3 separate regions of the Hordeum vulgare genome follow, and all the other regions are linked to region 1. A link is a contact called in public Hi-C data. All regions are on one chromosome and are shown on one strand. The core of a region is the stretch at or near the end of the contact, and the rest is flanking DNA. Distances in the headings are between cores, read along the strand shown. Region 1 holds the start of LOC123452042 (cell division control protein 45 homolog). Region 2 holds the start of LOC123395745 (40S ribosomal protein S16). Region 3 holds the start of LOC123395885 (NAC domain-containing protein 77-like).

Evidence for each region. Hi-C and Micro-C count contacts between places; a contact is called where the count stands out from the background.
Region 2: a contact with region 1 is called in a Hi-C map of seedling, with 8 times the contacts expected there. The contact joins the promoter of LOC123395745 here to the promoter of LOC123452042 in region 1. A contact is called at or near these places in 2 of 6 Hi-C or Micro-C datasets (leaf and seedling).
Region 3: a contact with region 1 is called in a Hi-C map of seedling, with 6 times the contacts expected there. The contact joins the promoter of LOC123395885 here to the promoter of LOC123452042 in region 1. A contact is called at or near these places in 3 of 6 Hi-C or Micro-C datasets (leaf and seedling).

What each region holds. Positions count from the first base shown.
Region 1 is chr5H:314,767,148-314,771,515 of MorexV3_pseudomolecules_assembly, reverse strand. LOC123452042 (cell division control protein 45 homolog) reads left to right here and starts at 1,798. Exons shown (of 1, transcript XM_045128616.1): 1 at 1,798-4,076. The coding sequence starts at 1,813. The coding sequence ends at 3,630.
Region 2 is chr5H:315,296,494-315,301,147 of MorexV3_pseudomolecules_assembly, reverse strand. LOC123395745 (40S ribosomal protein S16) reads right to left here and starts at 1,584. Exons shown (of 1, transcript XM_045090774.1): 1 at 755-1,584. The coding sequence starts at 1,447. The coding sequence ends at 998.
Region 3 is chr5H:315,471,237-315,475,471 of MorexV3_pseudomolecules_assembly, reverse strand. LOC123395885 (NAC domain-containing protein 77-like) reads left to right here and starts at 1,253. Exons shown (of 3, transcript XM_045090914.1): 1 at 1,253-1,646; 2 at 1,757-2,037; 3 at 2,181-3,092. The coding sequence starts at 1,442. The coding sequence ends at 2,912.

The sequences.
Region 1 (4,368 bases), core at 549-3,048:
AAAAAAGACTGAAAACCTCTAGAAGGTTCCCAAAACCGGAAACACATTGAGACGGTTAAACGGGCCGGCCCAATCCTGATGACCAGTCGTTCTTCAGTTGCGGTATTTTGACGCAACGCGCGTCAAATAGGGATTTCCAAATATTTGTCCGTACGTTGTCTTCGTGATGTTCAGCTCGGTCAATTTTGGGTCTAGCAACGAGCCAAGCAAGTGGCCTTTCAACTGAAGTTCTTTTATGGATTGTGAACAAGTAAGTTGACTTTTTAGGTGTACAAGAGCTGTTAGGATCGAACTTACCAGCTCTGCTCTTGTCCCACCTCGCTTATTTAGATATGATTCTATCAGTTCATATACGTAATCTGTTTGAAGGATCAACAAGCAGAATTGGGCACTCAAGGAAAGGAGGGGAAAAAGAATTAAACTCATGAGCTGATCCCTTTCGCTAGGCCGGCTAGGCAAGTGGGCTGTGGCTGGCTATGTGTTTGTGCTCCTCTCTTCTGCTATTTTTTTTTTCTGTTTAGAAATAAACAAAGAACTACTCCCCCCGTTCCTAAATATAAGTCTTTTAAGAGATTTCATTAGAAGTCTACATACGGAGCAAAATGAATGAATCTACACTCTAAAGTATGTCTATATACATTCGTATGTAGTCTATTAGTGAAATCTATAGAAAGACTTATATTTAGGAACGGAGGGAGTAGAAGACAAGCACAAAGGGGTTTGGAGAAGAGTTTTGAAGTGAGGACAAATTCCCTGGACTACTTTAAATATGTATATTGGGAAGATAATGTTTTGTCATGATGGAATCATATTAATCAAACTCATTTAAATTCAATTCAAATGAGTTAGAACTAGAAGTTCGATTTAGGATTTCTGAAAAATGATGAAAATTTGTGGGTGGCTTTAACAAATGCAGAAAGATTTATGGGAAAGGTTTGGATACTAAACTTGGAGTAGAACTTTAATGTGAATTTTGGAAAAGGTTCAAAATAATTTGGGAAAGCAATCTATACATTTTATCTATATTTGCACCTTTACCCTAGAGAGGAATATTTCTTCGTTTAAACGTGAGACACGAGTCCAAAGTCTGAACCATATAGTTTCTTCTTAGACTCGGGAAATACAGGACATCATGTTATATTAGAAACGTGGATTTTTTTTCGCTTCCGTTACAACGCACGAGCCTTTTTTCTAGTAAATAGAAAAAGAAACAACACAGAAGAAACTTGGCCGCACTGTGCAAAGCTGGAAATGGCCGGGCCAACTAGCCTCCCTTGCATCCGCCCTTGTGCGAAACCTCGACCATTCGCCGCAGCAAGCGGCGAATAGGATTTTCCCTCCTGAAAGTCTCTCGATTATAGACGCTGGACCTGAGCCCATGCGGCCTCGCAATTAGTAGGTCAGAACCAGCCCAGCTATCTACGAGCAGTAGTGACGTTTACGCATCACCGAATGAAATGAATCAATCGTATGGCCCGTCTGTTTCTCCCGTATGACAAGCCCGCCCCACCGGAACGTGGGCCCACCTGTCATCCAAGGAAACATCGGGGTGGCACAAGCGGCTCTGCTCCAGTGACGAGCCGGAACGGGATTCCATCCCCCCAAAGCCGAAAATTTGGAGTTCGAAAATCGAAAGACGCGAGCCGTTCCCTCCCAAAACCAAAATCCCGAAATCCTCCCGCGCTCGCCGCTCCCACAAAGCGCCCCCAATCCAAACTCCATTCCCAGATCTCGAGCATTCCTCTCCACCCCTCCCCTCCCCTCCCCTCCACCCAAAATTCTCGATCTCGATCCCCCCTCGTTGATGCGCCAATGGTGCGGGAGCTCCGCGCCGACTCCTTCTACGCCCGCCTCCGCGCCGCCGCCGCCGCCGCCGCGGCGGCCGCCTCCTCCCCGCTGCTGATCCTCCCATCCGCGGCCGACGCCGACTCCCTCTGCGCGCTCAAGGCGCTCGCCCACGTCCTCTCCGCCGACTCCATCCGCTTCTCCATCTACCCCGTCGCCTCCGCCGCCGCCGCCGCCACCCTCCTCGCCTCCTTCTCCGCGTCCCAGCCGCTCTGTCTGCTCCTCATCAACTGGGGCGCGCACCGCGACCTCCGCGGCATCCTGCCCCCCGCCTCCACCGCGTTCGTCGTCGACTCCCACCGCCCCGTCCACCTCCACAACCTCGCCGCCGCCAACGACCGCGTCGTCGTGCTGTTCTCCACCGACGACGAGCACACCGCCGACCTCTCCTATGATTTCGACGTTTCCGCCCTCGCCAACGCCTCCGACCTCACCGCCGACGGGGACGCCGACGAGCACCTCCGTGTCTCGGAGGAGGACGAGGACTCTGACGCCTCCGACTCCGATTCTGATGCCGAGGGAGGGAGAAGGAAGAGGCGGCGGCTCTCGGACGATGGGGAGGAGGCGGACGGCGACCCGGAGAGGCTGTTCGGCAAGCTGCGGAGGGAGTACTACCGCCTCGGCACCTTCCACGGGAAGCCTTCGGGGTGCCTCATGTACGAGCTCGCCCACGCGCTCCGCAGGAACACCAACGAGCTCCTCTGGCTCGCCTGCGTCTCCCTCACTGACCAGTTCGTCCACGAGCGCATCACCAACGAGCGCTACCAGGCTGCCGTCATGGAGCTCGAGCAGCACATCAATGGATCAGGCAACCTCGACCCGTCCGGCCTCGGGTCGGTGGTGACGCTCAAGGATGGAACCAAGATCCGGGCGCCGGAGGCCTCCCGCATCGCCTATGAGGACGAGCCAAGGCTGATGCTGCTGCGGGAGTGGAGTTTGTTCGACTCCATGCTCTGCTCCTCATATGTCGCGACCAAGCTCAAGACCTGGAGCGACAACGGGCTGAAGAAGCTGAAGCTGCTCCTAGCGAGGATGGGGTTCCCGCTCGCCGACTGCCAGAAGAGGTTCCAGTACATGAGCATGGAGGTCAAGCGCAAGATGCGCGATGAGTTTGATCGGTTCCTGCCTGAGTATGGGCTCACTGAGTTCTACTACCGGAGCTTCCTGAGGGTGCACGGTTACAGGTCCAAGGTGTCTGCTGCGGATGTTGTCTATGGCGTCACAGCTTTGCTTGAATCCCTCAATGCCGAGTCCAAGGACTCAAAGGAGTCCTGTGCTGCTGAGCAATTTTGGGTTGCATACTCTGCGTTGTCGCTGAGCAATGTGGATCAGCTGCGAAAAGGAATGCAATCTGCAATTGAGATACAGATGGCGATACTGAGGCAGGGAAGCTCAGCCATCACCAAGAGTGGATTCATCCGGAGTGCTAAGAAGTTCCGGTGGGTGAAGCTTGATGATCCAGTGGACACTGCTAAGCTGTGCCATCCACAGGCGCTTACTAAATTCTGTTTCTTCCTGATGGATGCACTAAAGGAGAGGGGTGCAAGGATGAAGCCACTAATCTGTGCCTGCTTAGCAAGGGAGCCTGAGAAGGTGTTGGTCATTGGTGTATGTGGGAAGCCAAGGCTCGGGGCAGTTCAGGGGAACGCGTTTGGTAATGCATTTAGGTCAGCGGCAGAGGAGATCGGTGCAGATTATTTCCATGACATGTTTGAGTCATCATGGATTGTTCTTGATGTTGTTGCTGTCAGTTCTTTCATGATTCGGTTAACAGAGAAGCTTTGATGCCATGTGCTCGCCCCACGCTGATGATTCTTTCATTCCCAAGATGGGAAATCCGAGGCTTGTGCTCTCTAAATAAAGGAGGTTGACTAGTTGATGATGGTGGTGCATGCCATGTTGCTCACCTGATATTTTCACCAAATTACAGATAGCAGCCTGACAAACATTGTAATTTGCAACATCTGAGTTGCTTGGCAATCATGTTTTTAGTGATAGAGGAGAGGCTGTTCCACTCTCCAACTGCCCCATTAGCAAAGGATAATCCATCAGATTCAGATGCCAACCTGATTCTGACCTACAAGGGGCAAGGTACACTTGCTTACTGGTTTCTCTACCTGATAGAATGGATGTTAGTATCTGTACTTGCATAAGCATGCAGCTTTTATTGTAGGATAATGTTGTATTCGTTTCTGTATCAATAAAGTTGTTTCAAGTTTTTAGTGTGCAAACTAACACGCGTTGCTCTACTCTATGTTACCATTGTCTACCTGACAGAATTGATGTTTGTAAACAATTTTTAGCTTAGCTACTTAAAATCATACTTACAAAGTTTCATACCATTCTTACAATGAGAGCAAGCAAATTTGAACAGGACTTCTGTTACAGAGGGCCAATTTATCATGTCTTTCACAGGGTTATGGACTTACTGTGATTTTTCTGCCCAAATGTCCTGAACCTGTAATTAATCTGAACTCTGAAAGAACAAGTGTCATAGGGTACTTTACAAGACATCTAACTTGC
Region 2 (4,654 bases), core at 335-2,834, 530 kb before region 1:
GCAGTAAGCTTGAGACACTTATTTTGGGACAGAGGAAGAATAATACTAGAAATTTTAAAAGCTAACCTAATGATGAAATGCTCTATCTAGGTAACACGGTGATATGTGTTTGACTTACGATTGAACTTAATCTGCCTAAAATCACATACCATGCTTTTCCTATAGGCAAATACTAAGACATGTAAGGAGGTACGCCATGTTTTCATCAGCCAAACCTAACTGAAAACGGATTACACTTCTACCTACAGGCATCAGCTAAACCTGACAAAACAGGAAGATGAACCAAACATTATTTAAAACTTATTACTTGTGCTTAACAAGCATCATTTGCCACTTGTCATCAATATACACACAATATGCAACACCCAAATGAAGATCACTGCTGAACAAGAGCAAAATGGGCGTTTCTGCCGTTTAGTAGTTGATAAAAATGATATCTATTTGCAACAATCTAGCAAAACTGGAAACATAACATCAATATAAGGCAATGACACTAAAAATCCTTAAATTGGGTATCAAGCAAAGTCATATTCCAGCAACTACCAGATACCCTCAAACATCTCACATCACATCCATATCACGATATCCTGACAAGAGCTGGAACAAAGCATCAACATTCTACAAATTGTGAGGTAAAAGTCATCCTAAACGAATTAGTCTGATACTCTTATATACTACTACGTATTAAAGATCCAACGCACCGTTCTACTCATCCGGCTAACTTAAACATAACATCAGTCATCAGGCAACATCATTTAGCATGAAAACTGAAACATAGCATAAAATATAGTGCAAGCACGCAACCATATCAAAATTCCTCAACATAGGTAACAAGTAAAAAAAAAACATAATCGAGCAACTACCGAGTAGCCTTAAACATCGCACATCACATCATACCACAATATCTTGCCAAGGTTCGAAACTAATCATACGGAGTCTAAAAGTGGGGAGGTAAATCAGAGAAAACCACCCAATAGTCGACGATCCTGCAGGCCAATCAACGGTAAGACTTCTGGAACCTCGCTCGGGCGCCGCGACCACCGAACTTCTTGGGCTCGCAGCGACGGGGATCGGCGACGAGGAGGGTACGGTCGTAGCGGGCGAAGATGTCCTTGACCTCCTTCTTGGCGGCCTCGTCGACATACTTCTGGTAGTAGGCGACGAGCGCCTTGGCGACAGCCTGACGGATGGCGTAGATCTGGGAGGTCTTCCCGCCGCCGCGGACGCGGATCCTCATATCGATGTCCTTGAAGCGGGAGCGGCCGGCGAGCATGATGGGCTCGAAGGCCTTGAGGCGGAGCATCTCCGGGCGGATCAGCTCGATGGGGGCGCCGTTCACCTTGATGAGCCCGCGCCCTGGCTTGGTGTACGCGACGGCCACCGCCGTCTTCTTGCGCCCGAAGCACTGGACCGTGCCCGGCGTCGGGCGGGTGAGGACAGCAGCCATGTTTGCGGTGGTGCCTGGTGGGAGCGCGGCAGCGGCAGCGGCGGCGGCGGCGGGATCAGGGGGGAGAGGCGGCGGCGGCGGGATCAGGGAAGAGTGGGCGATTTTATACCTCGGAGGAGTTGGGGTTTATGCAGCTCAGGTTAATCAGTGAAGGGTTGAATGGGCCGAGGTAATATGTTGGGCTTTCTCACGGGCTAGTCATTTGCTCCTCGTGAGAAAAACCCAGACGTGACAAGGCCGAAAATGAATTTATATCCACTACTTTTTTTAGGATAATTTATATCCACTACTTTTTTTGCGGGAAATTTATATGCACTACCTGATTTGCTATTTCTCAACAGCAAAAAAAACTACTACTCCCTCTGTCAACTAATGTAAAAGCGTTTAGATCATTATTTTAGTAATCAAAAACAAAAAAGACTTAAACCAAAAAAAGGAGCTGCCCTAGTACCGAAAAACCATTGCCATGGTAGCCGATCCAGAAGCGATGCTGGATTATTAAACATTTCCCCCTTAAGCCAAAAATGGCTTTGATCACTTCACTCCGATGACACGGATCTCCTCGCAAACTTGGTAACCCCGAGCCTCGGTGAAGATGTTCGCAAGCTACTCATGGAGCTGACGAACTGGGGTGTGACTGAGTCGTTGTTGTTGTAGTCATAGATGAAATGGTAGCACACCTTGATGTGATTTCTCCTATTTGTGGAAGACATGATTCTTGCAAAGTTGAAATGTAGACTTGTTGTCCAAGTGCAGCTGGGCGACATATGGAGCGGTCTTGAGCAGATCACCAAGAAGTCGCCCAAGCCAAACACCATGGCACACCGTTGTTGTCGTGGCGAGGTACTCAGCATGACGAGAGCAGAGCTACACCACTTCCTGCTTCATTCCCAAGGCTAGCGGAGCTTGAGCCCCCTCGAATCAAGCTCTCAGGTTGTGCACAAGCTCTGCCACGGATGCGGGCTCGAGCTTGCCGGCGTTCCGCCTTATTGAGCATTGCGGGCATTAGTTCCCACGCCCACATCCCACCTCCCTAGAAAGGTGTTGTGCGATCTACAACGCTCATGGGAGCTTCCTGGTCACACATAGCGCCCCCCCCTCGAATCAGCCATGGCCCATGTCCGTCTTCGCGTTCTTGGAGTAATGCTCATTGCCCTTGGTGTCTGCGTGGTAGCATACATGCTAGCGGCCAAGGACAACGGCTCACGGCCATTGGCGTCATCGATGACACAACCATAATCCATCTATTTTTTCCTTTCACTTTGTGTTGCGCTATTTTACACAAAGCTTGTTGTGAATTCAACTGCTGACTAGTGCGCTCCTCATCTGGCCTGAAACGATTTTACGGGATCTGTTATGGTATTCACATTAGCATTTTTTTGAATTTATTTTAGCCTTTCTTGTGATGTTCGTTCTATGGGAGAAGACATTTTCGTCACTATGATGTGCGTGTATGATGAGTTCGCCAATCTAAAGATGCTGTGCTCGTTTAGTCTCTCGAATTTATTCATAGAGGTAAGATGTGTGTTTTTTAGAGACAAGTCCATTTCAGTGTCTTTGATTGTACTGTATTAAAAAAAACAATAATGTAAACCGATTTTGCTGAGATTTTGTAGTAGTTGCTTTAACAAGGCTGATGTGTGCCTTTTAAAACTTTGTAGTGAATTTCGTTTCCACTTGGATTCATTTGTTTATAAGAACACATTGCATTCCATTAATTAACTTAATATGCTGGGTATATCACCAGCTACAACTTCTCTTATAAATTCTGGGAATTGGCCCAGCCAGGTTTCTAGGCTGCCACTCCTCATACACGCACCATGCGCAGCTAAAGTGTGAGCCACTCTGTTACATTTTCTACCGCAATATTCAACACCTACAATATTTTAGGCTGCCACTCCTCATACGCGCACCATGCGCAGCTAAAGTGTGAGCCACTCTGTTACATTTTCTACTGCAATATTCAACACCTACAATATTTAAGCCCACGCGCATTTGAAATTCAACATCCTCGAACAAAGACCCCTAGCTGTGAAAGATAATCCTCCGTAGTAGTAATAGCCTATTTTAGTAGCATTGAATCAACATCACCTCATGGCACCCCATCTCAATAGCTATATTAGTTGCTTGTTGCATTGCTGAAACTTGAGCATGCACGGGGTTAGAGCATCTTTAGCATATCCTATATAATTCGTCGACCCGCAAAATAACCGTCAAAATACGGGTCGAGGTGGAAAAAACTATCCGATCAAACCCAAACGCGTTCTACCCGTAATTTTTTTATGGGGCGCGGTAAAATGCCCACCTCAACCCGCGAAAACGCAGGTTCTTCCCCTCGCCCCGTCAGTGCCTTGTATATCGAGAGCCGTTGGTGGGTAGGACATTTCAGCCCGCACTTCCCCACACCCACCGCCGCTGGACGCCGCCTTTGATTCCGGCCATACCAGCTGCCGGGATCACGCCAGCGGGCCGCCACATGCCCTAAATTGACCTCCACCACTCCCTCGTGCCTTGGCTGGCCGGAAAGCTACAGATCGGCGGCTATTTTGTCACGGCCACTGAATTTGGCTTTTCCCGCCACCGGCGGCTGCGCCAAAGCCACAGATTGGTTGGGGAGCATCCCGCATAGCCCAGGCAAAGCGTCAGCGCCGCATGCAGGTACTCGTGCGTCCTCTAGTTGTCGTCGTTGGTTTGCCGACAAGGACTCTTCCGGCCGTCGCTCGGGCTCGGTGGTTGCGCAGCGGCTCGCCGGCTTGCCGATGCCGCTAATACAGTGCAACAGTTGCCTAGAGATAGTGTTGCGGCTCACATCTAGCACACGTTAACACCTTGAATGGGTATTCTTCAAATGCAATAACGACGGGGTATGTTCTTCTTTCTGTTCGGCTTCGTCATTTATCTGGTTAAATTTCGGTAGTTTATCGAGGTGTTCATGTGTGTAGGAAGGTGGATGCTCATTTTGGTATTGGGAAGAAGAATACATCAATTTATTGATAGAAAGAAACTTAATAGATGTTCGTGCACTCCTTAGTATAATTGAGGCTAACGATGCAGCTGCATGTGCAATTAGAAAAGAAATTAGAGGGAAAGCAACGTCTAATTCTTTAGAATGAAAGGCGAATAATGAAGAATGTAAGATCAAGAATCCCTAGATCAACAATGAATACATGGAGAAGATGTTGATCCAACTAGTGGGAGCAGTTGTGG
Region 3 (4,235 bases), core at 4-2,503, 700 kb before region 1:
TCTAGCTAGGGCTGGCTGTCAAGCATGCAAGCACGTGCTCCCCCAGAGCTAGAGAATACGTAATAAACTTATACTCTACGAGATTCATTCATTAGTAGTAAGTACTGAGTTTCTACGAGATTCTAAGCTAGCCGAGGCGAGGCGGCTGGCTCGTGGCCTAACCAAGAGAGGCTAGAGCTGACCAATTTCGATTGTTCCATATATGCATGGTGCTATACTTGTAGTACCAAGTGGTATGAACAGCCGTCATTCTTCCATCTCCATGCAGGCAGCAGGCTTTGACCGTTCCATGCCGTGAGAATATTTCTTCTTGTAGAGGTCCTATGTTGCTGCTGCAGGCTTGAATCCGTACGGTTAAAAAAGGTAATAAAAAAAAGTCCTACCTTGCCCAACTAAATTGCCATATGGTCATGAACTGAAGAGGACATATTGCAAGAACGGGCCGGATAGCTGCATGCATGCCCACACCACGAATATTTTGCACTACTCATGCTGATGCTAAGCTAATTAAGTAGTACTAATAACACTTATGTTAGGCTGATGTGGTGCTAGGCAGCTAGCTTCAATGTGTACATGCACGCGTGCTCTGATGTGCCGCTGCACAATTTTATTTTATTTTATTTTTGTCAAAAGAGATGGCAATTACAAAGAAACCGGAGCAAAGCGCACTTGAATCTACACCCATCAACAATTAACAAATCCAAACTGAGTTGTTTATCATATATACTTATATGCTGCGAAATTACACCGTACTATTAGAGCTAGCTAGCCTAACTGCATACCTAGTCTCTCATGGTCATCACAGAACACGCAAACCCCACATGTTTCTTCAAATCAGCCTACCTATCTATATATACATATACAGAAAATGGGACGAGAAAAAGTAAAGGGGATAGTTTCTTTGTCAAAATATCTAGGTGAGAGAACAGTCTATGATTTGGATTTGTATCTTTCTGAGCAACGCTACAAGAGGGTGAAGAAAGTCAAGTGGCCTACCAGACAAGCCTCCCGCCGTCAGTTTTAATCGGCAGCCCCCACACTCGCCCGTCGCTGTCAAGATAATCGCTGAAATTAAAGCTGCGGGATGCAATTATAATCGCCAAGATTAATGCCCCTGATCACACCTAAATCTGATGTTGCGATGCGAGATGATTAATGAAACCGAGTGAAGAGAGTTCCTTCCTAGGCAAGGTTTTGGTGGACCTCACGAGCCACGGAAAAGGTCGCTGAAAGCATTATAAAAGTTGGCCTCTTGCTCGCTCTCTATCCCCTTCCTATTCCCATTCATCCCTCCGTCCGAGCTCGAGCTTTCTTTCTTTGTGCGCCCAAGCAGAAGCCTCCTTCCTCTTCCATCCTCGACCGGCCGGTCTCACTCCCAGCCGGCTACTGCTTTTCCTTGGTTATAGCTTGCTTGGTTGGTCGAGAGGGGCGGCGAGCGAGCATGGTGGAGAGCATCGCAGCAGGTGCAGGGTCGGAGGAGCAAGGCCGCGGCGGGGGCCTGTCGCTGCCTCCCGGGTTCAGGTTCCACCCCACCGACGAGGAGATAATCACGTGCTACCTCCTGCGCAAGTTCCTCGACCCTAGCTTCGTCTCCCGCGCCGTCGGCGAGGTCGACCTCAACAGCTGCGAGCCACGAGATCTCCCAGGTACGTAACAATTCACTTCTTCGATCCGCCCCCGTTCATCATCGTCATCCTCCTCTTCTTCCATGCACGGGCTGCTAGCTGATCGATGCTGTTTTGATGTGGAATTGAAGGCAAGGCCAACATGGGGGAGAAGGAGTGGTACTTCTTCGTGCACAAGGACCTCAAGTACCCGACGGGCAGCCGGGCCAACCGCGCCACCAAGGAGGGCTACTGGAAGGCCACCGGCAAGGACAGGGAGATCTTCAAGCCCCGCGCCCGCGAGCTCGTCGGGATGAAGAAGACGCTCGTCTTCTACACGGGCCGAGCGCCCCGCGGCGCCAAGTCTGAATGGGTCATGCACGAGTTCCGCCTCCAAGGAAAGTCCAGAGACCAAACCATGAACAATCCCAAGGTCAGCCTCTCCAACATTCCACTTTGTTAACTACTAGATTAGTAATATTATTAGGTATATATGCACTGAACATTCCATCGGAGCGTGAATTGATTTGATTTGTTTCTTTTCTTTTTCGTCTGTGTTTTAATTTGATCGGTCAGGACGAATGGGTCGTGTGCAAGGTGTTCAACAAGAAGGGGGAGGCCAAGGCGGCGAGGGACGCCGACGTGGACGCCGAGTACTCCGCCGTCACGACGCCCAACGCCAGCTCGGTCGTCGACGCCGGCGAGGGCGCTGGAGACTTCACCGACTCCATGTTCACGATCGACCCGCTCTACATCCCCAACTCCGACGAGTACACAAGCAACCAGCTGCCGGCCGAGACGACCACCACCACCAACACCAACGGTGACCCGCCGCCGTACAACGCCGACTACTACTACCCCTCCGTTCCTACTACAGCTGGAAGTTTCAACGTCATGTCTAACTACAGCTTGACCAACGCCCCAAGCAACGCGCAAACGGCCACCGCCATGGCCAGCTCGGTCCCGGCAACAAGCGGCTCCTCCTGGCAGCACATGCTTATGAATACGGCGCCGCATGGCGGGATGGTGATGGGAAGAAGAAGCTACGACGTCAACCTCCATGAGCAGCAGGCGATCATGGTGAGAGCCCTAGGAGGTGCCGTTGGCGCCCAAAACTTCGGTGAGCCGGCCAACGGTCTGCAGTTGCCGAGCTCCGCGGTGACCACCGGCAATGTTTTGCCTCAGCAGGGCAAGCTCGGGAGCTACGACGACGGCGGTGAATTTCCTTATGGGAATTACGACCTTGCTTCTGCCGCTATGAATGGACGCCCAGCTGCTGCTAACAATCCTGGTGCTCGGTTCTACTGATCGAATGTTCATTGATTGTAGTAATTTTGTTGGTTGCTTCATTGATTAGATCGATGTTGATTATATGGAATATGGAGAGAGATTACAGTCGTTGCATTAGCTTGTTTTAGGATTTTGTAAAAAGGACATTATATTGTTTGTTGTGAGTTAACTATATACTATATGTTGCTTCTTCATTGAGCTCATGTTGTCGCATGGCAGTAATACTCGGGTGCCTAAATTTTTGTGGGGATCTTTGAGTAATTTGGGTAATAGAACTCAGGTGGTGGGAATCCTTTGACCAAAATATAGTTAACCATATGAGGATAGTATAAGTATCTCAAGAAGTCTGTTGTTAGCTATTTTAGCAACACGAACAATTCTTGGTAATTTAAGTAATATTTGAAGTGGAGAGGAGATGAGCATGGTTGGATGTTGGTCCAAATTAAGAATTAGAGAAATATAGTATGAAATTTCAGCCAACTTGTGGTTTTGCAAAGTTTTTCTTTAGGTTTTGTATATGTGTTGCGTTTGTAGATGGCTCTTCTCCATTGTTAACCACTCCTTATTCCTTGTATAATAATATAATAAGGACCTCGGTCGTCTATACATACAGGCTGTTTTTGTTGAATCTTGATTCTCCTAGTCGTGTCCTTGTTTTGCCTTCTCATCCAAAATAATTAACAGGTGTTTGCTGTTGATTAGATCGTGGTAGCTCATTCTGTTCTCTAGCTAGCTACTACCTACAGATGGGTAACCAAAGCAGCCAGTCTACCTCTAGCTAGCTAGTGCATGCATGTGTACGTACGTTATGTTCTTAGGCTGGTCATAGTGGAGACTAACATAGTAGTAACATCACACATTACAATGCAAATTTGCTTATGTGGCAGTGAGTTAATGAGGAGAGAGGTGCTTGTGGTAACTAGTTATGTTACAGTAACATCACACATACCAATACAAAATAAGTCTATATCCTAATTAATATGACATCCCACAAATGTTACTACCCACTATGGAGGTAGTAACATAGACCAGTAACATGTGCATGTTACTTGGCTAAGTTACTCCCCACTATGAGCAGCCTTATTGGAAGAAAGCAATGTCGAGGATGGTCATGGCCCTACTCTAAATAGGTTAAAGAGAGAGCTAGAGAGATATTATCCATGTATTATACTCCCTTTCTTTTTAAATATAAGTCTTTATAAAAATTCCACTATAAACAACAGTATATACAAAACAAAATGAGTGAATATACACTTTACAATATGTCTATATGTACTTTCGTATGCAGTCTATAGTAAAAGCTCTAAAAAAATTATATTTAAAAATGGAAGGAGTCTTTCT